Linked DNA regions of Mus musculus: region 2 is linked to region 1. The links are chromatin contacts, called in public Hi-C maps. All regions are on one chromosome and are shown on one strand. The core of a region is the stretch at or near the end of the contact, and the rest is flanking DNA. Distances in the headings are between cores, read along the strand shown.

Region 1 (5,640 bases), core at 2,522-5,021:
CCAAGGACACCGTGTTTTATAGAGCTGCAGTGAGGCTGCGCGACCAGGGAGGGGTTGTCCTGAGGCAGGCCCGGCGAGAGGTGGAGAGCATTGGCCTGGAAGAGGCCTCGGGAATGCACCTGCCTGAGCGACCCATCGCAGCCCCTCGGCGGCCCTTCTCCTGGGAAGAGGGTAAGAACTGTATCCAGGAGGACAGCGGATGCTTTTTCTCTCAGACTGCACTCACTAAGACTCCAGCATGCCGGCCGAGTGAGTGCTCCTGAGGTGCATGCGCCTTGTATGGGCACCACGTGGGCCTCGCCATGTTTTCACATACCCACTGCGAGAAACACATATCTAGGTGCTGAAGGCCCCGAAGACACTATAGTTGAGGATGCATCCCCAAAGGGTCTGACCTTGCTTCTGAGGTCATGCATTGAGAAGGCAGCTATTCATTAGTTGTCATATTTCAGCTGAGAAGCAAAAGCAGGAGCTAATGTTGGCTGTGCCTCTGATCCTCTCTCTGGGATGCTTGCAGGTGTTTATTGAGGGCCCAGCCTTAGCCTGCTTCTAGGACATGGCCTAACCCTTCTAACTCTCCAGGGCAAGCTTGTACTCTGGGCCCCACCGTGCACATGCTGTTGTGCTCTTCATTAATTTCTTCCAAGTAAGGAGCTGTTTTTAAAGATAAGGTCTCAGTGGGTAGTCTTGACTGGCCTGGAACTCAAAATGTGGATCAGGCTGGCTTGGACTTGACAGAAGTCCACCTGCTTCTGCCTCCTGAGTGCTGTGGTTAAAGATGTGCATTACCATACCACATCTGGCCTCCAATCATTTCTTGTAAGCTTCTTGCCCCTGGATTGTTTATTCTGTAGGTAAATGTCTACAGTAGGTGAATGGGGTTTGGTGGTCAACCTTGGAACTTTTATTCACAAAACCCAAGATCCTATGTTCCTGATTTGACCTACCTTTTCTCCTGCTATTGACTGTTCAGGAAAATGGTGGAATCGTACGGACTTAGGTTTTATCCGGTACGTTTCCTTCTCCTGGATGACCAGCTGCCTGGTCACTGTGGCCTGACTCGTGAGGTCAGAGCCCTTGGAGACTCCTCACTTCTGGCTTCCTGTGTATCTGACCCAGAGAAACTGTCTGTCTCAGGCATCTCTAGGGCATACAGGATAGGGTTGAATTCTTTTTTTCTCAAGATAGGATGTAGTGCCACACTCAGGAAGCTAAGACAGGAGGTTCACCACAAATTTAAGGTCAGTCTAAACTATAGTGATTTCTAGGCTAGTGAGTTACACCCTGAGACCCTGCCTAAAAACCAAAACTGATCCTAACAGTATAATTAGAAAGAAAAGCAGCCAGGCCAGAGTGTGGCTTAGTAGTGTTTCTTTGCATGCACAACATTTGGGTTCAATGTCAACACAGCATAAACTGGGTTGATACAAAGATTAGAATTTAAAGGTCATATTGGCTATAGAGTGAATTAAGGCTAGCCTGGGTTACATGAGACCTTGCTTTGAAAAATAGATATGCATGCACCCACACAGGTGACAAGATTTCTGAAACCCTAGATAGGTCCAGCAGGAACTGAGCCTGATAGCCACCAGGATTACAGAGCGACTCTCAGATCTTCACCTGCATCCATGTTCTTTTCTCCAGATTGTGTGGGAGGCAAGGGTGGGCTCCAGCCTCATCTGTTGTGGCCGTGACTGTGCTTTGGGTGGTATCGGCTGCCCTGAGAAGCAGAGGAGCCCAGTGACATCTGGGAGTCTTTGACCCCACAGCTTCTGATTCTCGTGCTCTGTAGATGGGCAGGGCTCAGAGGCCTCACAGTTGAGATTCCAGGAAACTGGCTTTGTCATTGCTAAATAAATTTCTGTGCCAGACTTTTTGCCAAAAAGGAAAGTAATAATGAAAAGTACAAATTTATTTCTTACTCAGTGATTGCAGTAGAAAGCATGACCTGTGGCAGGGTGAGCTCTGGGTACTCTGCCGCTGTCTTGAGCCTGCAGTAAGGAAGATACTTGTCTTAGTTAGGGTTTTTCTGTTGTGAGCAGACATCATGACCAAGGCAAGTCTTACAAGGACAACATTTAGTTGGGGCTGGCTTACAGGTTCTGAAGTTCAGTCCATTATCATCAAGGTGAAAACATGGCAGCATCCAGACAGGCATGGTGCAGGAGGAGCTGAGAGTTCTACATCTTCATCTGAAGGCTGCTAGCAGAATATTGGCTCCCAAGCAGCTAGGAGCCCACACCCACAAGGCCATACCTCCCAAAAGTGCCACTCCCTGAGCTGAACATATAATATACAACCATTACATTCCACCCCCTGGCCCTCATAGGCTTGTCCAAACATAAGCCTATGGGAGCCATACCTACACATAGCATAATGCAAAATACATTTAGTCCGACTTCAAAAGCCCCCATAGTCTATGGCAGTCTCAACAATAATCGTCCAATAACTTAACTGTAATCCCCAAAGCAAGACAGGAAGCCAGCTGGGCTCTGCATCTCCATGTCTGATGTCTTCAGATCTTCTATTCCTTTTTCATCTTTGTTGACTGCAACAAACTTCTTTCTCCTGGGCTGGTTCTACTCCCTGGTAGCATAGCAGCTTTCCTTAGCAGATAGTCCAACTACCACTCTGGTATCTCCAAGGCAGCTTCTTGTTTTAATGTCTGGGCCTCCTCTCCAAGGTGACGTCACTTCCCCAGCTCTGCCCTCGGTAGCTCTAAGCTCAGGTTGATCCCTCCACTGCCGCTGCTGCTCTTGGTGGCCATCATCTCCAATACACTGGGGGCTTCCGCTGCAACTAGAGCCTCTCTAGGCTCTCTTCATGGTGCCAAGCCTCAACTCCTTTGCATGGCCCCTTCAGTCCTGGGCCATCATCTGCAACCGAGGCTGCACTTTGATCAGTGATCTTCCGCCTCAGCTGCTCTTCATGGCCCCTTCATGCCTCAAGGCCAGTGCCACCTGGGGGACCATTGCAGTCACCCAGCATAGCTGCAGCATGAGGTGCAACCTTGGCTGTCTCTGGAACACAGCTTCTTGGTGCTCAGAAAACACTTCCAGTGATGCTGGTTGTCGTCATGATTTATTTATTATATGAGTACACAGTTCTCTTCAGACACACCAGAAAGAGGGTATTGGGCCCCTGTTACAGATGGTCGTGAGCCACCATGTGGTTGCTGGGAATTGAACTCAGGACCTCTGGAAGAGCAGTCAGTGCTCTTAACCACAGAGCCATCTCTCCAGCCCTGCCGGTCTCTTAATCACTGCTAATGCCTTAGCTCCCGCTAACCAGCATCAGCTGTCCCAGGAGTCTTTCTCCTCGTGATTATAAAGCCAGAGACACATGGCCGAAGCTGCTTGCTGGAGCTGGAACATGGCCCCTAGTTCTATTGCGTCATCACTAGCTTCCAGCTTTCGCGCTCCTTCAAGGCCTAAGTTTGTCACGTGGGGATCTTGCTCAGAACTCTGAGATATGCAAGCCTGACTCCTGGGATTAGAGGTGTGTACCAGCACGCCCGGAATTAAGCTTTTCTTCACCTACAACTTGATCTGTCCTTGAAAGTAGAGATCTGCCTGCCTTTGCCTCCAGGAATTAAAAAGCTTGTTCTGCCCAGTATAGACCAAAACTTAACTGGGTGGGATCTTGCCCCAAGGTCACTAGTCCCTTAATTCAAACTAATGTCCTTGAACACATTCAGCTCCATTCACTTCCAGTATTCCTTTCTAACCTTGCAATGCTTATTCACATGCTCTTCCTGAGAACAAAGTCTACGATGGGCCTTTCTAAGGCTTCCTTTGTCATTGTAATTAACCTGAGCCTCCTTAGCCTCAGGCAGACTCTTCAGCCAAGGGCAAAAATAGCTACTTCTTCACCAAACTACAAAAACAAGGCTCTAGACCACATAACTGAAATTCCTCACTGAAACCTCTTGTGCTGGGTCTACACAGTTCCGATTACTCACAGCAACAAAGTGTTCCATAGTCCAGCTAGGATAGACCATGAAGCCCCACTTGAAACATTCTGTGGCCTTCCAAATCCCAAGTTCCCCAACCTACATTCTTATAAGCAAAAACACGGTCAGGCCTATTACCGCAATATCTCAGTCCCTGGTGCCACCTGTCTTAGAGTTTTTCTGCTGTGAGCAGACACCATGACCAAGGCAAGTCTTCTAAGGACAACATTTAATTGGGGCTGGCTTACAGGTTCCGAAGTTCAGTCCATTATCAAGGTGGAAACATGGCAGCATCCAGACAGGCATGGTACAGGAGGAGCTAAGAGTTCTACGTCTTCTGAAGGCTGCTAGCAGAGTACTGACTCCCAGGCAGCTAGGAGCCCACCCATGAGGCCACACCTACTCCAACAGGGCTACACCTCCTAGCATTGCCGCTCCCTAAGCAGAGCATATACAAACCGCAATACTGGCCCTGTTGAAAGAGAAGCCAACCAGCAGAGCCTGCAGGTCTAGCACTCAGGTTGAGGAGGGAGGATTACAAGTTTGAGGCCAGCCTGGACTCAGCAAGCACAAAACAGAAGAAAGGAGGCTTGAGAAGTTGAGTGGTGGTTTTTGTTGCGGTGACTGTAAGCCAGTTGGACAGTGTTTGTCGTGTCCCACTGCTAAGTTAGTGCTGTTTAGACAGGGCGCTAATGAGTCTCCTAGGCCAGCTACCAGGTCTGGGCAGGGCTCATTTATGGTAGGTGTCTCTGTTGGCCCTGCTGTTCCTTTGGTTTTATCTTCGCATAGATTAAATAATTTTTTGGCTATTTCACTAATTTAAGTCCTGCAGTCAATGTTCCTAGAGTCTGGGGAGACCTGCGGACTCTGCAGCCTAGTTTCCTTTTGGTCATGATGTATGTGCAAGAACTTGAGCTAGGATGATGTTCACAATGTATAAACAGTCCATGTGAACATATTTACACACACGCAGCGTCTGTCAGTAGTCCATCTTGCGTCTATGTTGGTGCACTCAGACATGTCTGGTGGTCTTTGTGCCTCTCACTTTTTACAGAGCAGGACTGAGTTGGGTCTTAGTCCAGGAAAAGCCATGTGTGTTACCCACATCTCCTCTGCTACGGCCACACTAGTCCTTTGTGTACTACTGACTGAAGGAGTGTCTTGTCTCTTTTTTTCCCTCTTTGTGACAACAGCCTTGTCATAGGTTCAGAATCAGGGTAGAGAGGAGTATGTATGGCACCAAATGGTGAAATTGGAACACTTGGGAGGCAGGGGCAGGCAGATCTCTGAGTTCAAGGTCAGCCTGTTACAGAATGAGTTGCAGGACAGCCTGGGTTACCCAGAGAAACACTGTCTCAAAAACAAACAAATAAAACAAAACAAACCCAAGAAGCTAAATAAACAAACAAAGATTAAATGAATTTGAAGCCTGCGCTTTGGCCGTGGGCAGGCCCAGGCACATAGTTAAGACAGATGTGTTGTTATCAGAGGCGGCCATGAATCCGAATCCTGTGGCTAATGATACGTGTTTTTGGTTCAGTGGACAGGTTGCTGGACCCAGCCAACAGGGCCCACATGAGCTTGGAGGAGCAGCTGAGAGAACTTCTGGACAAGTTGGACCTGACCTGCTCCATGAAGTCCAGCGGCTCACGGAGTAAACGGGCAAAGCTGCTTAAAAAAGAGATTGC
Region 2 (5,568 bases), core at 1,404-3,903, 650 kb before region 1:
TTTAACAGTGTGCCCACAGATCCTTTTAAGAAAACCTGATTCCACAATATGACCTCTTAATACTGTTCTTGGCGCTTCTCAGCCAACTGTGCAGTGCAGGTTGATCATCAAGGGCCAGAGAGACGGCTCAGCGGGTAAGAGCGCTGACTGCTCTTCCAGAGGTCCTGAGTTCAAATCCCAGCAACCACAAGGTGGCTCACAACCATCCATCATGGGATCTGACGCCCTCTTCTGGGGTGTCTGAAGACAGCGACAGTGTACTTAGATATAATAAATAAATAAGTCTTTTAAAAAAAAATACATGTTCATTTAATAAGCATTTATCCTGCACCTACTGTGTCAGACATTCTACAAAGAATAAGAAAGCATATACGAATCTCTACCCTTCTAGAATTTATACTGTAGGGTAAAGACAGACCACAAACCAGCAAGCAAACAACTATGCAATGTTGAGGCCTGGTTATAACTTTTTTTTTCCTAAGATGTGTGTGTGCTTGCACTAATGTGTGTGCACCATGTGCTTGCAGGGGTTCATGGATCCAAAAATGGCCCTGGGACCTCTGGAAGTAGAGTTACAGGCCATTGTGAGCTACTTTTTTTTTTTTTTTTTTTTTTGGTTCTGAGAACTGAACCCAGGTCCTCTACGAGAGCAGCAAGTGCTCTTATCCAGTCATCTCTCTAGCCCTGATTTAAATTTTCTAAAAACAAAAAATGATGTAGGTGTTTTGCCTGTATCCATATCTGTGTACCACCTGTATGTTTGGTGCCAGTGGAGGCCTGATGAAGGCACTGGATCCCCAGGAACTGGGATTACAGACAGCTGCGATCTGTCCTGTGGGTGCTTAGAACTGAACCTGGGTCCTCTGAAAGAATAGTCAGTGCTCTGAATTGATGAGGCAGCTTTCCAGGTCCCTGCGCCCCCATCCCTGTCTCCAGTTTTAATTCTTCAGACTGGATGGTGTCCAATCTAAGAGCCTGGATGAGAAGGTTTTAAATATCTAGGTTTAATACACCTAGACCAGATATAGTGGGGAAGGAAGTATATTCTTGCAATATAACTGACACAATTCATTGGTAAACTTGGTGTGAGACATGAGGCCTTATCACATCTCTTAATTTTCACCTTTAGTTAAACAGTGAAACACTACCAAAATAGAGGACTAGAATTTGAACCACAACCCAAAAGCTCCACTTTAAATAACATCCAAGAGCTCGAGTAACATCCCAGCACATGCCAAGGGAGTGGCTAGAACAAACAAATCTGGGACAGCTCACAAGGAAGATCGGTATGGGTGTATCCCACCACATGGAGTTGAAAACTTGTATTTAAAAAAAAAAAAAATCACACAAGTAAGATTTTCTATTTTTAAGGGAAAGAAGACTCCACCCCAAGAAGCTCGACACTTAAGAAAGAAAACAGAAGCAGTCAAATAGAAATCCTAAGAGCACTGTTTCAAAAAGGAAGCTGTCAGACCGAGAAATCTCCCCAACAGGGCACTTCGAGCGTCTCTTTTATTTTTAAATACGAAGACCACTACAGTTCGAGTTGAGACCTGTAACTATTCAGTAGTGGGATCCGATTGTGTTGAGCCAAAGTGTGAACGTGCAGAAACGGAGCAGACAGTGACTGAATAGACCTGAACTTAAAAAAAAACAAAACGGAGGAATGGAATGCTGATAGGCTAGATTACGGCGAGGGGCTGGGCCACCAACAGGATGGGGGAGGGGGCGGATCCTTCTGGACAAAACTGGTTCAAATTAAGAGCCTGGGGTATGGGTGCGTCGCACTGCGGGAAGATCGTGTGGGCGGGGCTTGAGGTCTAAGATACAAAATCCCTTTTCCTTCGGGAACCAGATCTCTCTCCATTACTGTAAGAGTCCTGGTATGGTAGGGTTGATTGGTAGTTGCAAATAATCGGGAGACTGGGACAGAAGACTTCGGGTTTAAGACCTGCCTTGGCGCCTGGCTCAAGAAGAAAAACAGGTTCCAAAAAAAAGCTCGGTGGTAGAGTGCCTGCCAAACCTGTCCAAAGCCCCAGGTTAAATCCGCCCCCAAAAGGGGAAAACAAAAAGTTTGCTTCTTAATGTATTGTATTCCCCCAAAGAAAACGGAAATAATGTACTTGTTGGAGAAAAATGATTATCATCCAACCAAATCGACTTCACAGCTCGCTAACCGACAGAGGCCTGAAAAGGACAGCTCCGGGAGAATCTAGCTGAAAGTTTCGAGAGGCAGGCTGGATTTTGAAGGGGGGTGAGGAAAGAAACAAGACTGCGGATGACACACCAGACGGCTACAGACCCGGAGGCGGGGGGTGGCAATGCAGCCTGAGCGCCCAGGCCGATGCCATTCCCCCGCCGCCCTCACCTCCTCCAGATACTCGCCCAGCTGTGCCGCCACGTCCACCTCCCAGTTCTTAGTGAGATCCCGGATGGGCTGCAAGAGGTGAGCAAAGCGCACCTCCACATCCTCCATGTCTAGAACGGGACTAGAAGCCCGGAACCATGGCTCAACCCGCTACTGGTTCTGGCGCCATTTTGGTGCTCCCGCCCCGGAAGTACGTAGCCAGGGCACTGCGCGCACACGTATGACGTCAGGCGGGCCCAGTTTCGAAGAAGTAAAGAAGCGGGCCCGACGGGGGCGGGGCCTACACCGGGGGCGGGGCTCCGTGTCTAGGGGGGGGGCCTGGAGGAGCGGAGGAGACTAAGTTTCTAGGTGGTTAGCGGTGAGTTCTTTGGCACTGGGTGGAGCTCAGTGACCCGACCGGACTGACGGATTCCGGCTGCGGCGTGGGCCAGAGGCCGGGCTGGGGGCAGCTAGGAGACTAGAGGGCACTACTTCGGCAAGACCGCGTAGCGGACATGGCGAGCTCCCGGGTCCCACAGCAGCTTTTCCTACAGGGTGTGGCCGCTGTCTACTTGTTCGCCTTTGCGTCCCTCTACACCCAGATCCCAGGTGAGGGCGCGGAGGGGTTGAATCGTCACACGTGGACGTGGTAGCATCCCTTCCTTCACTGCCCTCTGAGGCGGGTGTAAAGTCCAGGCCTCTCTCTGCGCGGGATTAAGGGGTGGTAGTTTGCGGGCAACAAAAGTGGAGGAAAAAGAAGCACAAGGGTCGATTTCCCTTAACTATTAGTAGTCTCATCTAGGCTTAGGGAAAAACCCCGAGGGGAGTGGGTGGCAGATTTCTACCTGGACTCTGTGGGCAGGTAAGAGAGGGATGCGCTCTAATTGACAGAAGGTGCTGACCCAGAATCAGGTCTTCTGAACCTGGTGTTGGGGGTCAACAATTTCCAACGTGAGAGAGAGAGACCATCTGGTAGACAGAGCAAGCCCTGCCTGGGATGGGAACATCTGCAAGCACAACCTGGAGTTGGGGGTTTGGGACATCTGCATGCCAGGAGCTGGTGGTGGAGCATCTCCGGGGCCTAAGTTCATGTGCATGTTAGACTGGGAAGATGTCTAAGACTTGGCCCTGACATACCCTCCCACAGGCCTCTATGGCCCAGAGGGCATCCTTCCTGCTCGAAGAACACTGCGGCCCCAAGGCAAGGGCCTGTGGCAGCAGCTGTGGGAAACACCAACGCTGCTGTGGGAGGCACCAAGACTGGGGCTGGATACTGCCCAAGGTCTGGATTTACTGACCTTATTGGGCACCGTGCTAGCCCTGGGCGCCCTGCTCCTGAACTCTCTGAGACACCCCTTCGTCTACCTGCTGCTCTGGGTTGCATACCGATCAGCCTACCAGGCAAGTGAGACACTTAAAACTTCAGCCTTCATCTAACCCACCCTCTCTCTCTGCCTCACCTGATGCAGCAGACACACAGTGGCTCCCTGACCACTTCTCTCCCTACAGGTGGGCCAAGTGTTCCTTTATTTCCAGTGGTGAGTGATTCCGGGGGCCCAATCTGCCTGAGGCCACTGGGCAGGGTTGTTTGCCTCTCCTGGGAGGACCCTGGGAGGTTCCTATTAAGCAACCTAAATAGGAAATTTAGGATATTTCCCTCCCTATAGGGATTCCCTGCTGCTGGAGACTGGCTTCCTAGCTATACTGGTAGCCCCGCTGAGGGGGCCTTCCAAACACAAGATTCTCCAGGGTAGATTAGCAGGAGCCTTACCCCATGAAGACCTCCCATTCTGGCTCGTGCGCTGGCTGCTGTTTCGACTCATGTTCGCCTCTGGTGTGGTCAAGTTGACCAGCCGCTGCCCTACGTGGTGGGGACTCACTGGTGAGGGCCCGGGGCCTGAAGCTGGGATGGTCTAGAGGCTCTTAACCAGCCCTGACCTCCACTCGCTTCCTGCAGCTCTGACCTACCACTATGAGACTCAGTGCCTGCCCACACCCGCTGCCTGGTTTGCTCACCATCTGCCGGTCTGGCTACACAAGCTCAGCGTGGTAGCCACCTTCCTCATCGAGATCGCAGTGCCACCCCTGTTCTTTGCTCCTATTCGCCGCCTACGACTTACTGCCTTCTACGCTCAGGTAGGTAGAAGAGAGTGTGGCCTTTACCACTGGCTGGTGAGGCTTGCTGGGGCGGGAGTGGTCGGGTGATGGGTGCTGTGGGGGGAAGCATCGCAGGCAGAAGGATGTGTTAGCCAGTCTAGGTGTATACTGTCACGTGAGGCTGTGGCCTTTGGGAAAGTGTCGTCTTTAGGTCTGCGGGAGCCCAAGAGCATCCTCTCCATAGCTCTGACTGCATGTCTTCCTCTCAGGCATTATTGCAAGTCCTGATTATCATCACTGGCAACTACAATTTCTTCAACCTGCTAACCCTGGTGCTCACCACTGCCCTCCTGGATGACCGTCACCTGTCTGCTGAGCCTGGCCTCAGATGCCACAAGAAGATGCCCACCTGTGAGTGTCAGTCATCCCATCACGACAACCAAACCCATGTCATCCGCCAAAGAGCCCCTGTCCCTTGGCTGCAGACCCTTAGCCAATCTGTGACTGTCTGTCCAACCCATAGCCTGGCCTAAAGCCCTGCTGACCGCGCTGTCCTTACTGCTGGAACTGACTGTCTATGGGCTGCTGGCCTACGGCACTGTCTACTACTTTGGCCTGGAGGTTGACTGGCAACAGCACATCATCCTCTCGAAAACCAGTAAGTGCCAACATGGGGACCTAAGGGAAAGGGCTGGCTCAGTCCCTGATCACACTCTCCTCCCTGGCAGCCTTCACCTTCCATCAGTTCTCCCAGTGGCTGAAGACGGTAACCCTGCCAACTGTGTGGCTAGGGACAGCCTCCCTGGCCTGGGAGTTGCTTGTTGTCCTCTGGAGGTATGTATGTACCCGAAGACCGCGGGCAGAAGCCGCTTTCAGATCAGGTCTGACCACACCCGTCCCTCTCGTCCCCAGGTGGATCCAGGTACAAGGATGGTCACGGAAGTTCTCTGCGGGTATCCAGCTCTCCGTCCTGGGCACGGCAACAGTGGCCTTGTTCCTGATCAGCCTAGTAGGTGACCCTGTGAAGACTGGGACTGGGGGAAGATGGGGCAGCACTGAGCTATCGCCTATTTGCCTGCAGGTACCTTACTCCTATGTGGAACCTGGGACCCACGGGCGTCTCT

Evidence for each region. Hi-C and Micro-C count contacts between places; a contact is called where the count stands out from the background.
Region 2: a Hi-C map of embryonic stem cells shows a contact between it and region 1, with 5 times the contacts expected there. The contact joins the promoter of Lmf2 here to the enhancer-like site in region 1. A contact is called at or near these places in 1 of 39 promoter capture datasets (pre-B cells), 1 of 484 Hi-C or Micro-C datasets (embryonic stem cells) and 4 of 115 datasets of contacts at active chromatin or transcription factors (bone marrow-derived macrophages and embryonic stem cells).

What each region holds. Positions count from the first base shown.
Region 1 is chr15:88,707,147-88,712,786 of GRCm38.p6, reverse strand. It overlaps Brd1 (bromodomain containing 1), which reads left to right. Exons shown (of 13, transcript NM_001033274.3): 6 at 1-171; 7 at 5,493-5,640. Among named protein-coding and RNA genes, the nearest start is that of Gm41377, 24 kb to the left of the region's middle. Within about 2 kb of position 3,771, at least 40 of the 459 cell types and tissues checked have an H3K27ac peak or open chromatin away from gene starts, as enhancers often do. A contact at or near this core is called in embryonic stem cells, where this site is marked.
Region 2 is chr15:89,352,744-89,358,311 of GRCm38.p6, reverse strand. It overlaps Lmf2 (lipase maturation factor 2), which reads left to right and starts at 2,653. Exons shown (of 14, transcript NM_178919.4): 1 at 2,653-2,956; 2 at 3,495-3,748; 3 at 3,857-3,885; 4 at 4,015-4,229; 5 at 4,305-4,483; 6 at 4,714-4,855; 7 at 4,968-5,102; 8 at 5,173-5,278; 9 at 5,357-5,453; 10 at 5,526-5,568. The coding sequence starts at 2,863. Ncaph2 (non-SMC condensin II complex, subunit H2) reads right to left here and starts at 2,593. Exons shown (of 20, transcript NM_001115132.2): 1 at 2,369-2,593. The coding sequence starts at 2,476.